3 separate regions of the Sus scrofa genome follow, and all the other regions are linked to region 2. A link is a contact called in public HiChIP or PLAC-seq data. All regions are on one chromosome and are shown on one strand. The core of a region is the stretch at or near the end of the contact, and the rest is flanking DNA. Distances in the headings are between cores, read along the strand shown. Region 1 overlaps LOC102159120 (a long non-coding RNA gene). Region 2 overlaps LOC102159120 (a long non-coding RNA gene). Region 3 has its middle 87 kb from the start of BTG1.

Region 1 (4,470 bases), core at 523-3,022, 140 kb before region 2:
AGAGCCCTGAAAGAGGAAACCCGAGTTTCACTTCCAGCTCTTATACGAATATTTGGGTGATGTTGAGCAAGTCATTTGCTTTTTCTGGATCTTAGTTTCCTCATCTGTGAAACTATGAGGGGAATAGGACTTAATTTCAAAGGTCCTCTCAACTCCAAAGTTTCATAATTCTCTGAAATAAAATGAGTATTCATACTTCACTGATCCCCACAGTATAAATAGGTAACATTTAGTAGCCATAAGTGTCAGAATGATTTGTTACATCCATCTTTTTTTCTTTTTCTCTTTCTTTCTTTCTTTCTTTCTTTCTTTCTTTCTTTCTCTCTTTCTTTCTCTTTCTCTCTTTCTTTCTCTCTTTCTCTCTCTCTTTCTCTCTCTCTTTCTCTCTCTCTTTCTCTCTCTCTTTCTTTCTTTCTTTCTTTCTTTCTTTCTTTCTCTCTCTCTCTCTCTCTCTCTCTCTCCCTTCCTTCCTTCCTTCCTTCCTTCCTTCCTTCCTTCCTTCCTTCCTTCCTTCTTTCTTTCAGTTTTGGCCACCCCACAGCATATGGAGTTCCCTGGCAAAGGATCAGATCCAAGCCACAGTCAGGACCTAAGCTGCAGCTGCAGCAACACCAGACCCTTAACGCACTGTGCTTGGCCAGGTATCAAACCTGCATCCCATTGCTCCCAAGGTGCCACTGATCCCATTGTGCCACACTGGGAACTCTGAAAGTAGCCTCTCTTATTGGACAAGCCTACATTTAGAAATAATTTTATCTTCATCAACCCAGCAAGCTTTGTGATTTGGGATTTATGAGTAACTTTTCAGTTATTATAGTCAAAAGTTCAATTACACTTCTTTCCTAAAATGTGCTTATCATATAATAATTTTTTAAAAAATTGATTATTTTCTTTCAAAGGAATATAATAGTTTACATTCATCTATGTATTTCTGTGATTATTTAATTATCTGCTTTCATATCAGGCTATAAGGTCCATGAGGGCAGATATCATTTTTGTTTCGTTTACAGTTGAATCCTAGGGTTTAGTATAATGCTTGGCACCTCGTGTGTGTTCACCTAAGGAGGAAGTGTAGTTGTATAGGCTGACCAGGATGGTTATACCCGATGCTGTTATCTTTGTGTCATTCAAGAACTTTCCAGAAGAAATTATGAGACCCCCCACTAGAGTCTTTCTGAGTTCTCTGTATTATATTGTTGATAGGGAGGCATCTTCTCAGTTAGTGGTTTTCTCTTTCTGGAGGCAAATAGAAATGGTCTTGATCTGGCTGATGGATTTCCTGCAGCCACTAGGTATTAGACAGTGTTTAGATGCTATCTTTTTTTTTTTTTTTCTTTTTTGTCCTTTTGTCTTTTCAGGGCCACGTTTGCCGCATATGGAGGTTCCCAGGCTAGGGGTTCAATTGGAGCTGTAGCTGCCGGCCTGCACCACAGCCACAGCCACGCCAGATCCGAGCCACATCTGCCAGCCATCTACACCACAGTTCACGGCAACACCGGATCCTTAACCCACTGAGCGAGGCCAGGGGTTGAACCCGCAACCTCATGGTTCCTAGTCGGATTCATTTCCTCTGCGCCATGACAGGAACTCCTGTTTTTGCTGTTTGTTATTTCTGGAGAAAGGCTGTTTGTATACCAGGTTTAAACATCTAATTGATGGTGCATCCTCCTCTACTTCCCCACAAACTTTTATGACCCTTCCTATAGATCCTTAATTTCAATTTGCCAAAGTACTTGGTTAAGCATTCTGACTCATCGTCCTCCCCAAGGACGCGGTGACTCACACCAGCCAGCCAGAGAGACCAGAGTCAGGACAACACCCGCAGATGCAGGATGTGCCCCCTGAGGACACAGTGGCAAGACGAGCCGGTGGGGACAGAGCTTCTCGCTGATTTTATGTCCAAGCAATGTCACAGCTCAGTTAGATCAGGAATTCTGAGCATTTTTATAATATGTCTTCATAAATCGTAACTGTAGCAGACGGAGCTTGGGTACTACATGGAAAGCAATGCCATCATATTGTTTGAAGAATTTTGCAAGGATAAAAAAGGTTCAGTAGGGTTAAAAGAAAAATCATCTCAATTCTCTTTCTTTCTTATTTCCTCACTCCTTTCCTTTTTCATTTGTTCGTTTGTTCCTCCCTCCCTTTCGTTTCATAGGCAAGCCATTTTCTAGAGGGAAATTCTTGAATCTTAGAGTCAGGCAGTTACTATTTAGCGTCTTGATGTTGCCATTTTCAATCAAGTCACTTTAACCCTTTCTGAGGCTCAGTTTCCTCAACAGGCGGATCATAAATACTCACATCACAGGGTTTAGGGAAACTTAAGTAATACAATAATATCAGGTACTATTTATTAAACATCAATATATGCATTATCTAATTTAATACTAACAATAACTTTGCAAATAAAATGTCTGGTACATGGTAGGTGGCATATAAATAACCAGGTAGTGGAAATATTGTGTGATTTCTATACGATGTTTTTTAAGTAAATGCTTACTTTATTATTTATTAGGTGCCATTTTCATGTCCTTAGGCTCCGCTGTCCCTGCCACCAAAGTAAAACTGATTATTCATTTGTTCAAAAGGGGTTCTTTGAGCATCTGCTGTATACCAGGTATGGCATGTGTTACTTGGGGGAAAATAGGGAGCAGGGAACAAGACACAGTCCCTAACTTCACAGGGGTTATAACTGAGCAGAGGTTCTAGATAAATAAAAAGACAGTTGTAACCAAGAGCGATGATCTTGACAGTAGGAAATACAAAGCAGATGTCTCAGGAGAGACCCTCTAATCCCAGTTCAGGGGTTCAGTGAGAGCTCCTTGGAGGACATTACGTCTACGCTGGGACTTGAGCGGACAATAAAATGGGGATTCCAGCCTGCAGTGCACTCCAGGGAACTCTCGATTCAGAGGCACCAAGTGGAGACGCACTGTGACGTATGAGAGACACCAGAAGCAGTTCCTTCTGGAGTTTGAGGGGCTGCATGGTGAGAGCTGCAGCTGGGTAGGCCGGGCTGCTAGGTCATAGACAGGCCTGGGGCCCATCCAGCAGACACCGTCTCATCTCTGGCTGCCTTCAAGCTGTTCCTGAGTCCTCAGTTCCTCTCCTCCTCAGCGGGGCTCTGGAACGAGGGCCAGCTGTCCCACTGCCTGCAGACTCCTGGTCCGAGGGGGCATACAGATAGGGTGCTGACCCCTTATTCTCATGTAATCTTTTAAGCTGTGTTCTTGGTCCTGAAGAAGAAAGGCTTATCTTCCTAGTAACGTGTCAAGACATCCTTGCTCAGTTGGCTATCTCTCAATATCAGCCCTCCCCAAATGGAGGGGTATTGGGCTGTGGGGCCAGGAGACTCTTATCAAAGGCTCTTCTGGCCAGGACCTTGCATTCTGGGGCCCTTTTAACAGCTCAGGAATCTGAAGCCAGGCTGATGAGAGTCAGCTCTCACTTTACTTGGCCTCTCTGAATCTAAGCACCTTCTGGAAAACCCGAGCAATCAGGATCTGGGACACGGCCACCTAATGACCATTTTACTTTTCCTGGGACTGGGGAGAGAAATGATAATCAGATCAATAAGCTGTGTGGACTGACTCATTGATTGACTCACAGATAGTTTATCTTTCAGCTTGTGCTGCAGAAAGTTCTCCCTCAGTAGCTAGGCTGCCAGACTGCTGAGAAGAAACTGAGGGGTGCTCAGGGTCCAGAGAGAAGAAGACAGGCAGCCAGCGCTCAACGCTGTCTTTTTTTATGCACAAGTCAGATGCGTATGAAGTCTGTGTAAAGGTGACTCTATACCTCACATCCAGACCTTTGGAAAACGGCTGGTAGTAATTACTGTCCTGGGACAGCAGCAATAAACTAGGACTGTTGCAGGCAGCCCCAGATGTAGGGTTGCCCTAGCCATGAGCTCCCTGGTGGTCTGCCATTGCTTCCAGTTCGAGGTGTCTATAATTGGGGGGAACACAGGGCCAAGTCACTTCTGGGTCTCTTATGGCATCATTTTTTTATGCTCCCAAAGGCAATTTTTGGAACATTCCGCCTTCTATGAAATCCTCATGTTTCTGAAAGGTCATTCTTAGCCCTTTTAATATAAGATGGTTGATTTCTACTCCGAGCAAAGGAATGGGGTGGTAAAATGGAAAATCTGAAGGGAGAGATAATCCTGAAAAGGAAAACTTGAGCTGGATCTTCTGGCTCTCTGTAATCCTTTATTAATTAGATTGTGGAGGTGGAGACAGCATTCTCTTTAAAGTGTTGGCTCTGAAATTCTGTCTCATACATTATTAACTTTGATGATACCAGACTAAGTGGGTAGGGGTAATTATTTGTGTTATTACTGTTTGTCCAGAGAGGTGACAAGAAAGAAAATATGTCACGTGCAACTAACAGATGAGAGACTAAGAAGGCACTTTCTTAATTTATGAAGTGTTTTCTTCTAAATATGTTTCTTGGTAAAGTTATAACTAAAAT
Region 2 (4,045 bases), core at 262-2,761:
CAAAATATTTTTTATTTATCAATTGATGTACCTACTTCCAAAAGGGATGTTACTCTATAGTGAATAAAAGTACGATGACCTTTTTTTGAGAGATTAACGTGTGAAAGTTAAGGATTATGTTTGCGTAATACCTCTTTTATTTGTCCTGTTTCCCATCACAAATGACTTTTCAGTCTTTGGTATTTAGTTTGGCCAGCCAGTGGTTCATTACAAAAGTCCTCTAAGAAAAGTTAAAACCAGTTAATGAACAGAAACAAAATGTAGAACATTTTTAAAAACTCCTTGATACCTTTCAAATCATGAGTGTATTTTTGTAACTTGTGTTTCACATGCCATTTTGCGAGAAAACCAATGCTGGCCTTATAAGCATCCTACCACTGTAAACGAGACCCCCTTGGGGGAAATTTATGGCTTCTCACAATACAGTCTCTAATATTTAGGCTCCAACTCTGGAAGGCAATATTATCTCTTTATCCTATGAGACTAGCAGGCTGACCAAACCAAGTCTGAAAAATTTAGATGACGTTTAAAGAAGTCAGACTGTGCTGGGCAGATAACTTTAGTACAAGTCTAAAATAGAATCAGGAACATTGGAGCTGTTCTACTTCTGAACATGGAGACATTCTGCCAAGACATGTGTCATCACTATAATGAGTGCACTGGAGGCTGGGACGAGTGTTGGAAAGTCCCCCAGTGAGGGGGCTGCCAAGAGGTGCTTCTCTGAGACCTTTCCTCCAGGTAACCAGGCTACTATCAAATTTAGCTCATACATGATTCTAAGAAGTAAGAACAGAGAAAATATTCCACACTAGAAAAAATGGTAAGTTTCTCTATAGTCTTGGTTTATTTCCAATAAGTCTTGACTTCTTTTTCCATCCTACCCTTCCTTCCAGAGCTAAAAAGAAGTTCAATTTAGAATAGGGCTTGCCATGAGCACCTACACAAATCCAATAATCGGATGATTATTTCAGCTTGGTTAATTAAGTGGATAAGGTTCAAAACCATGGAATCGAGTCAAATATAACGGGGACTTTATATCCACCACATTTTGTAAGTTCAGAGGAACAACTGGAACAAGTGGATTTTAATATTACAGATGCTCTTTGTCATTGTCTGCAAGTTTATCTGAATGGTACAAACTAAATGGATGAGTTTTTGAAAGAAGCGGGTGTTCAAGTGATACCAAATGACAAAGTGTATTAAATCACCATGTGGTGTGTGGCACCAGCTCCTGGCCCTCATGAGGGAAATAAGCCTGGCCCACATGTGGTGGTCGTTGGCAGAACTCATGTACACATCTCCTTTCTGCTGAAAAAGAACAGACATCTATTGGAAACAAACTGAAAAAGACACATCCTCTTTGATATGTCACTGAAAGGGAAAATTAATGTGATTGTAAGGCAACAGGATGTGGGTGTGTGACTCACAATGTAAGCGGCCCACATGATGCATGTTGACATCAGCGCTGTGGGGACATTTCCTTGGGTTTCACACCAGCAGCCGTTGAACGGGCTCCTTAGAGCAGCCCCACACACGCAGCATCAAGCAAGACTTCGTGGCTCTGTCTCTCCCACGGCCCTGGTGTCCACAGAGTCTTAGGGGAGAGCTGACGTTGCTCAACAACCCTCCCTTCCTCCGTGACCTGCTTCTTCCTCCAACCATTTGCACCGCTGCCATGCTCCAAGCTGCCCGGGAAGAAGAGCGAGGGCTGCGGGAGCCCTGCTCACTATCCAGCTCCCTGAGAGATAAGAGCAGCCGTTTCTTTCCCCATCCTTGTCCCAACCCGCTTTGTAATGATGGGAAGATGTTGCTCCCCAAAATACAGCTGAGGCTAGAAGCCATATGTGTGCTCGCCTCTATCCTGTGGACCTTATCTCTCTCTTCCTGATCGGGTTCTTCTGCGGTACAGGTTGTTCTGCCTCTCGTAATTATTGTTTGTGTACAAACCTTATTCCTCCTCTTTGAAATAGGGAACACGATCTACTCATCTTTTTATTGTCTGCAGCAGCTATAAAAGGCCCTAAAAATAAATGTTTATTAAGTTGAATAAACAGAAGCGTTTGAATAGAAAACAATAGGTACATTAACTAATCAACAATTTACGGAGTGTCACCTATGTTCTAAGCACTGTCCAAATTCTAAGTGTCACGAGTGTGAATACTCTAAATTCTTGCTCTCAATTAAGTCATTTGAGAGAGAGAGAGAGAGATCCCAGGGTGTAGTGGAATACAGAACAGGAAGGAATGTAGTCAGCCTAGGGCAATCAGTCCAGGCTTCTGGCAGAGGATGAGCTGACTTGGGTCCTGAAGGATGGGTGATATTCAAGAGGCAGAAAAAAGGAAACGGGCATTCCAGACAATATGAGCATTCTTTGCAAAGCCACAGTCATGGAAGTACAGTTTTAATTAGGAAACTAAGGACAGTTGAGACTGCAGCATTGAGAGGAACAGGGAAAGAAGGGACAGAGGAGAGGTTATTTACTTTCTATGGCTACATCACAAATGATCACAGACTTGGTGACTTAAAACATCCCATGTTTTTTATGTCAAGGTTTCTGTGGATTAACTGAGTCCTCTGCTCAGGCTGAAATTGCAGAGCTGCTTGGGCCTATGATCTCTTGGAGACTGAGGCGCCTCTTCCAGGCTCACAGAATTGTTGGCTAAATTCATTTCTTTGAGGCTGTATGATCCAGAATTTTTTTTTTTTTTTTTTTCTTGCTAGCTATTGACTGAAGACTACTCTAAGCTCCTGGAGGTCACCCTCAGGTCCTTGCCACATGGGTGGTCCATAGGCTCTGTCACAACATGCCAATTTGTTTCACTTCTGAGGTCACCTGGAGGGCATCCCCGTAACACTTCCCCTGTCTCGTAAAGACCTCACCTGATTAGGTGTGGCCCATCCAGGCTATTCTCTCTTTAAATTAGCTCAGAGTCAAGTGGTACATAACTAGAGATACACCATAATATTCACTATCCCTGCCCCATATTCAAAGGAGGGTATCAGAGCAGGGCATATCTGCAGGGGATTGAAATCTTGTCACTGTTTTAGTATTATTCCTATCACAGAGGAAGCAGCGGGAATAGTGGAGGAAAAAACCCCAAAAAACTGGGGTCCAAAACTTGAGTCTTTTCTGAGCCCTGCCACGTGTTATCCATCCACAGTTGGGTCCCTTCACAGATATAAATTCTTACACCTATAAAATGGGATGAACCTCATAGAGGTGGTCTCAGTAGTAAATGCAATCATATACCATAAAAAACTCATATACCCCTCTGGATATAGATGCTTGGTGTAAAGGACTTTGAGAGCCATGCTGAGGAACGCACGCTTTTCTCTCCAGGGCAGAGACTTCCCAGCGAAGTCTCCCGGAAGGGAAGAAACATGATGAGATTTCCTTTTTTTGCACTGGGCCCTGAGGTTCAGCGATCTGGCCTCAATCCAACACTAAGGACTTGGTAATCATTTCAAGGAGGTTTTTATTATGGAAAATTTCAAAGATATCCAAAGTAAACAAAGTAGTGGAACGTCTCCCCAAGTGCTGATCTCTGGGCTTCAACAGCATCAGCATTCTGCCGTCTGTCCTTGTTTCATCTATGTCTTTTCCTTCTTCCTGTTCCCCCCAACTTTATTATTTCTTTATACAGGTCTTTTTAAGGTTAGTTTCACCTTTTTAATATTAGTATCAAAATGTACTAATATTAACTATATAATTTTGACGAACTGATACACCCAAGAACCCCACACGCCTATCAAGACTTACAATAGGAAGTTCCCCCATACCTCTTCCCGTTCAGCCCTTCTCACCTTCCTCAGAGACAGCCACAGCTTCCAATCTTTACCCATAATTGAGTTTTATCAGTTTTAGAACTTCATGCAAATGGAATCACACAGCATGTACTCTTTTGGGTCCTTTTCCCCCAGCATAATATTTGTGAGATGCGTTTGTGTGCTGAGTGTATTAGCAGTTCATTTCTTTGTATTGTTGAGTAGTGTTTCACTAGAAGAATATATCACAATTTATTTTTTCATTCTTCACACACCTGGG
Region 3 (4,146 bases), core at 1,440-3,939, 170 kb before region 2:
GTTTCTGTCCTGCCCCTAAATGCCATTCTGGGGAAATAAAGAGGGAGTGGGGACATTTATTTATTTATTTATTTGTCTCTTCTATGGCCACACCCGCGGCATATGGAGGTTCCCAGGCTAGGGGTCCAACTGGAGCTACAGCTGCCGGCCTATGCCAGAGTCACAGCAGCGCGGGATCCGGGCCATGTCTGTGACCTACGCCACAGCTCGTGGCAATGCTGGATTCTTAACCCTCTGAGCAAGGCCAGGGATCGGACCCGAAACCTTATGGTTCCTACTCGGATTCCCTAACCACTGAGCCACAGTGGGAACTCCAGGAGTGGGGACATTTAAAGTCTGGCCTTTATCCAAATGTGACTGAGTTGCCTGAAGCAACTGTTTAGGAGTTCGCTTGTGGCACCGCTTGTGGGTTAAGGATCCAGTGTTGTCCCTGCAGCAGCACAGGTCACTGCTATGGCGTGGGTTCGATCCCTGGTTGGGGAATTCTGCATGCAGCAGTCATGGCCAAAAATAAATAAATAAATAAAGTGACTGTTTACTTTCTATGATCAATCTGAGATAACAAGACTGGACTAAATTTTACTTTCCCCCCACCCCTGCTTGCAAGAGCACAGGGTCTCCTGAGGAAGAACAGAGGAGCTGTAGCCTAAATAAAGAGCAGTTTTGGCACAAATGTTCTCTGCATAGCTGAGTATTGCGTTTAGCAGTTTTATGACCCACTATGTGAGTACTTAACTACAATACAACGTGGAAAGTGATAAACACAGCGTACATAAGTGCTCTGGGAATTCAGAGGAATTATTTCAGCTAATTCAGGAAAGGCTTTGTGGAGTAGATAGAATTAGAATTGTTTCTCTCTCCAACATTTGATTTTGAAAAATTTAAAACAGGCAGAAAAAGGGAAGAGTTATACAGTGAATGCCCATATACCCTTCAGTGAAATTCAACGTTTAGTAATATCTTGGTATATTTGCTTTCCCCCATGTGTTAAAAATATGTACATATATACATATACATATTATATATTTTTCAGAAGCATTTGAGAGTAAGTTACAGATATCATGGCACTTGATTCTTGAATCATGTGCCTCCCTTGAGAACGAGGAACCACAACAGCATTGTAGCTAAAGAAAATGAAGAATCATGGCTGAGCTGGATTTTGGAGACAAGGTAGAGTTTGGGTTTGGAAGGACCAGTGGTAGGTCCTCTTGGGCAGAGGGCTCAGGGTGAGTCCAAGCCTAGATGTAGTGACCTATTTTCATGCCTTTATCTGACAGGAAATGTCTCCTAGACCAGAAAGCCAAAGTGATTTGCAAAAGACCACAAAGGTAGTTTGGAATGGAGCTGGGAACCAGCAGCAGCATTTCCTGCTCCCTTTTCCACTGCTCACCACCACACTCCTCTTCCTGGCACAGTGCTAAAATTAGAACACGACACTCTTGGTTCCTACACAGGGCTACCTTTAAATCAGTCTCAGTTAAAAAAGCTTTTTGGATGGCACCTTTCTGTGTGGGTTTCCAAGATGTTGCCAACCCAAATCCTGCCAGTTCTCCTGGAAGATCCAGGTTTAAACAGGTGGAGAAATAGAAATAGCAATGACTAACTTCACAAGAAATCGTGGAAAAAGCCAGAAGTAATGTCCCAGCTTCCCGGAAGAAAGCAATGCTGTCCTCTGTGCTGGCCTCAGCTCTGCGCTAACCCCCTGGCGTTGATGGCCCAGGGCACCCGGCCTCTCCTCCGCTTCTCACAGCCAAAGAGGATCCAGTAGACACAGGAAGGTGGCTGGGCTGTGAATCCAGACTCTTGAGTACTGCCCTGCCTCTGCCTCTGCCTCTGCCTCTGATGACTTGGCACAGTGGATCTCAATCAAGGGTGCCTTTGTCCCCCAGTGAATGGTTGGCTCTGGCTGGAGACATTTTTGGTTGATGCAGCGGCAGGGCTGTTGGTGGCATCTGGTTGATAATGGCCAGGGATGCTCCTAACTGTCCCACAGGGCCTAGGACAGCCCCCAACAACAAAGGATTACGTGGTCCAACATGTCAGGCGTGCTGAGGTTAAGATGCCGCCTTGGACAAGGCGGTACTTCACTCCTTCATGTGCTCACTTGGAAATGGGGGCAGCTGAGCTGGCCTGGTGGTTTTCCATCTTGATGGTACTGAAGAATCCCCTAAGATGCTTATGAAAAAAGGCAGGTTTCTGGTCTCATCTTCAGGGACGCCATGGTCGGTCCACAGGGCACACCTTGAGAAGTGCCGTTCTGGATGGTTTCTAAGATCTTTCTCTGTCCTCCGGTTTTCCATTTCTAAAGATGCAGATGAGCAGCAAATGTAGATAAGAGCTCCTGCCTGAGCACTAGGTGAATACAGTGGCGTGAAATGATGAGCCTCCTCAAAACCCTCCTCACACACGCATGTACCTCCGCTCCCACAGTCCCGCAGAGGGGTCAGTGTGTATGTGGTGAGGCTGGAGAACAGCCCATCTCTCCAGCTTGGTGGAATTTCCAGGCAGGGGGACTGCCTTTCACTTCCTCCCAGGTGCCGTGCTTTCTCCTGCCTTTGGCTCTTTCCCATTTGCTGAGCTCTGTCTGCCTCTTCCCCCTTCTACTCCAACGCATGGGCTTTGGCTAGACTTACTCATCCTTCAGGTCACAAGCTCGCCGTCACTTCCTCAGGGAAACCCCCATCACTTCCCACCATCGTTCTCATTGCACATCCTGCGGTTGCTTCTATTTAAACAGATCCGTCAGCCCTGCTAGACTGTAAGCTTTGCCACGGTTCGTTCAGCACTGTCCTTCGAAGGTGCTGCTAATTGCCAGCCCCACACAGTGCCTGACATTTTAGAAGGGCTCAGCGAATGTCTGTTGAATGATGAAATGATTGATTGACTGACTGATAGGAGGAGATAAATAAAGACGAATGGGATAGTGATTACAAACAGAGGATACGTAACTTATGAGATCCACCTTGTACGGAAACTCGGCTTGGCCTGGTTAGGGAGCAGGTGTCATTGAGTGGAGCCATGTAACGTACTCGCTCTAACTGGACCTTCTCATCTTTCCTCTGTGGTGCCACCTCATTTGTATGAAAATCTTTTATGTTTGTTTGTTTGTTTGTTTGTTTGTTTTTTAGGGCAGCACCTGCGGCATATGGAAGTTCCCGGGCTAGGGCTCAAATAGGAGCTGCAGCCGCTGGCCTACGCCACAACCACCGTAACCCGGGATCCTAGCCTTGTATGTAGCCTATACCTCAGCTCATGGCAACACCAGATCCTTAACCAATTGAGCAAGGCCAGGGATCGAACCCACATCCTCATGGATACTAGTCAGATTCATTTTTATTGTGCCACCATGGGAACGCCCTGAAAATCTTTCTTTGTTAGGAATCTCTGGTGGCTTTCCATTGCACGTGCAGTAAGGTTGGAAAACCTCAGCATGGAATATGGGCCATGAAAGGCTGGCCCCTACCTTGCCTCTTCCACCACCTCTCCATCCATCCCTGTGCACACTCTGCTTCAGTCAAAGCAAATGCTTCATCCTCTCTGAAATACACACGCAACTCCCATCCTGCCACCTAGCCAACTCTTACTCATATTTTAAGACGCAGGTTAAATGTCACCTCCCCTGCAAAGACTGTTTCAAATCCCCCAATGCTAGACAGCTCAGCATTTTGGGCTCCAATAAGGCTGTGTCTTTATGTAGCCCTTAGAGCATAAGTATTTGTTTATGTGTGTCACTCTCACTAAGAGATGAGCAGCTCTGGGTGGGGGCTATGTGTAACTTACTCATCTTTTATTTTCTATTCCAGTGCTTAGTCAAAGGGAAGTTCTATGAATCCTTGTTGAATGAAAGAAAGAAAGAAAGAAAGGGCGGGTAGAAACAAAGCCAGAATATGACAGTGGATGCAATTTCTAATTTGTTCTTTGTTTTATTTATTTATAGATTTTTTTTTTTTTTTTCCCCACAGCATAGGGAAGTTCCCAGGCTAGGGGGCTAGGGGTTGAATTGGAGCTGCAGCTGCCAGCCTGTGCCACAGCCACAGCCACGCCAGAGCTGAGCTGTGTCCACCACGACCTCCACCACAGCTCACAGCAACACTGGATCCGTAATCCACTACTGAGGCCAGGGATCAAACCTGCATCCTCATGGAC

What was found. HiChIP or PLAC-seq counts read pairs in DNA pulled down with a chosen protein or histone mark.
Region 1: an H3K27ac HiChIP or PLAC-seq map of alveolar macrophages shows a contact between it and region 2. The contact joins two enhancer-like sites. A contact is called at or near these places in 1 of 47 Hi-C or Micro-C datasets (liver) and 2 of 2 datasets of contacts at active chromatin or transcription factors (alveolar macrophages and skeletal muscle).
Region 3: a contact with region 2 is called in an H3K27ac HiChIP or PLAC-seq map of alveolar macrophages. The contact joins two enhancer-like sites. A contact is called at or near these places in 2 of 2 datasets of contacts at active chromatin or transcription factors (alveolar macrophages and skeletal muscle).

Annotation. Positions count from the first base shown.
Region 1 is chr5:90,933,564-90,938,033 of Sscrofa11.1, forward strand. The region is part of intron 1 of LOC102159120 (a long non-coding RNA gene); the gene reads left to right. Among named protein-coding and RNA genes, the nearest start is that of BTG1, 120 kb to the left of the region's middle. Within about 2 kb of position 1,773, at least 7 of the 83 cell types and tissues checked have an H3K27ac peak or open chromatin away from gene starts, as enhancers often do. A contact at or near this core is called in alveolar macrophages, where this site is marked.
Region 2 is chr5:91,071,415-91,075,459 of Sscrofa11.1, forward strand. The region is part of intron 3 of LOC102159120 (a long non-coding RNA gene); the gene reads left to right. Among named protein-coding and RNA genes, the nearest start is that of BTG1, 260 kb to the left of the region's middle. Within about 2 kb of position 1,512, at least 38 of the 83 cell types and tissues checked have an H3K27ac peak or open chromatin away from gene starts, as enhancers often do. A contact at or near this core is called in alveolar macrophages and skeletal muscle, where this site is marked.
Region 3 is chr5:90,900,287-90,904,432 of Sscrofa11.1, forward strand. No RefSeq gene overlaps it. Among named protein-coding and RNA genes, the nearest start is that of BTG1, 87 kb to the left of the region's middle. Within about 2 kb of position 2,690, at least 19 of the 83 cell types and tissues checked have an H3K27ac peak or open chromatin away from gene starts, as enhancers often do. A contact at or near this core is called in alveolar macrophages and skeletal muscle, where this site is marked.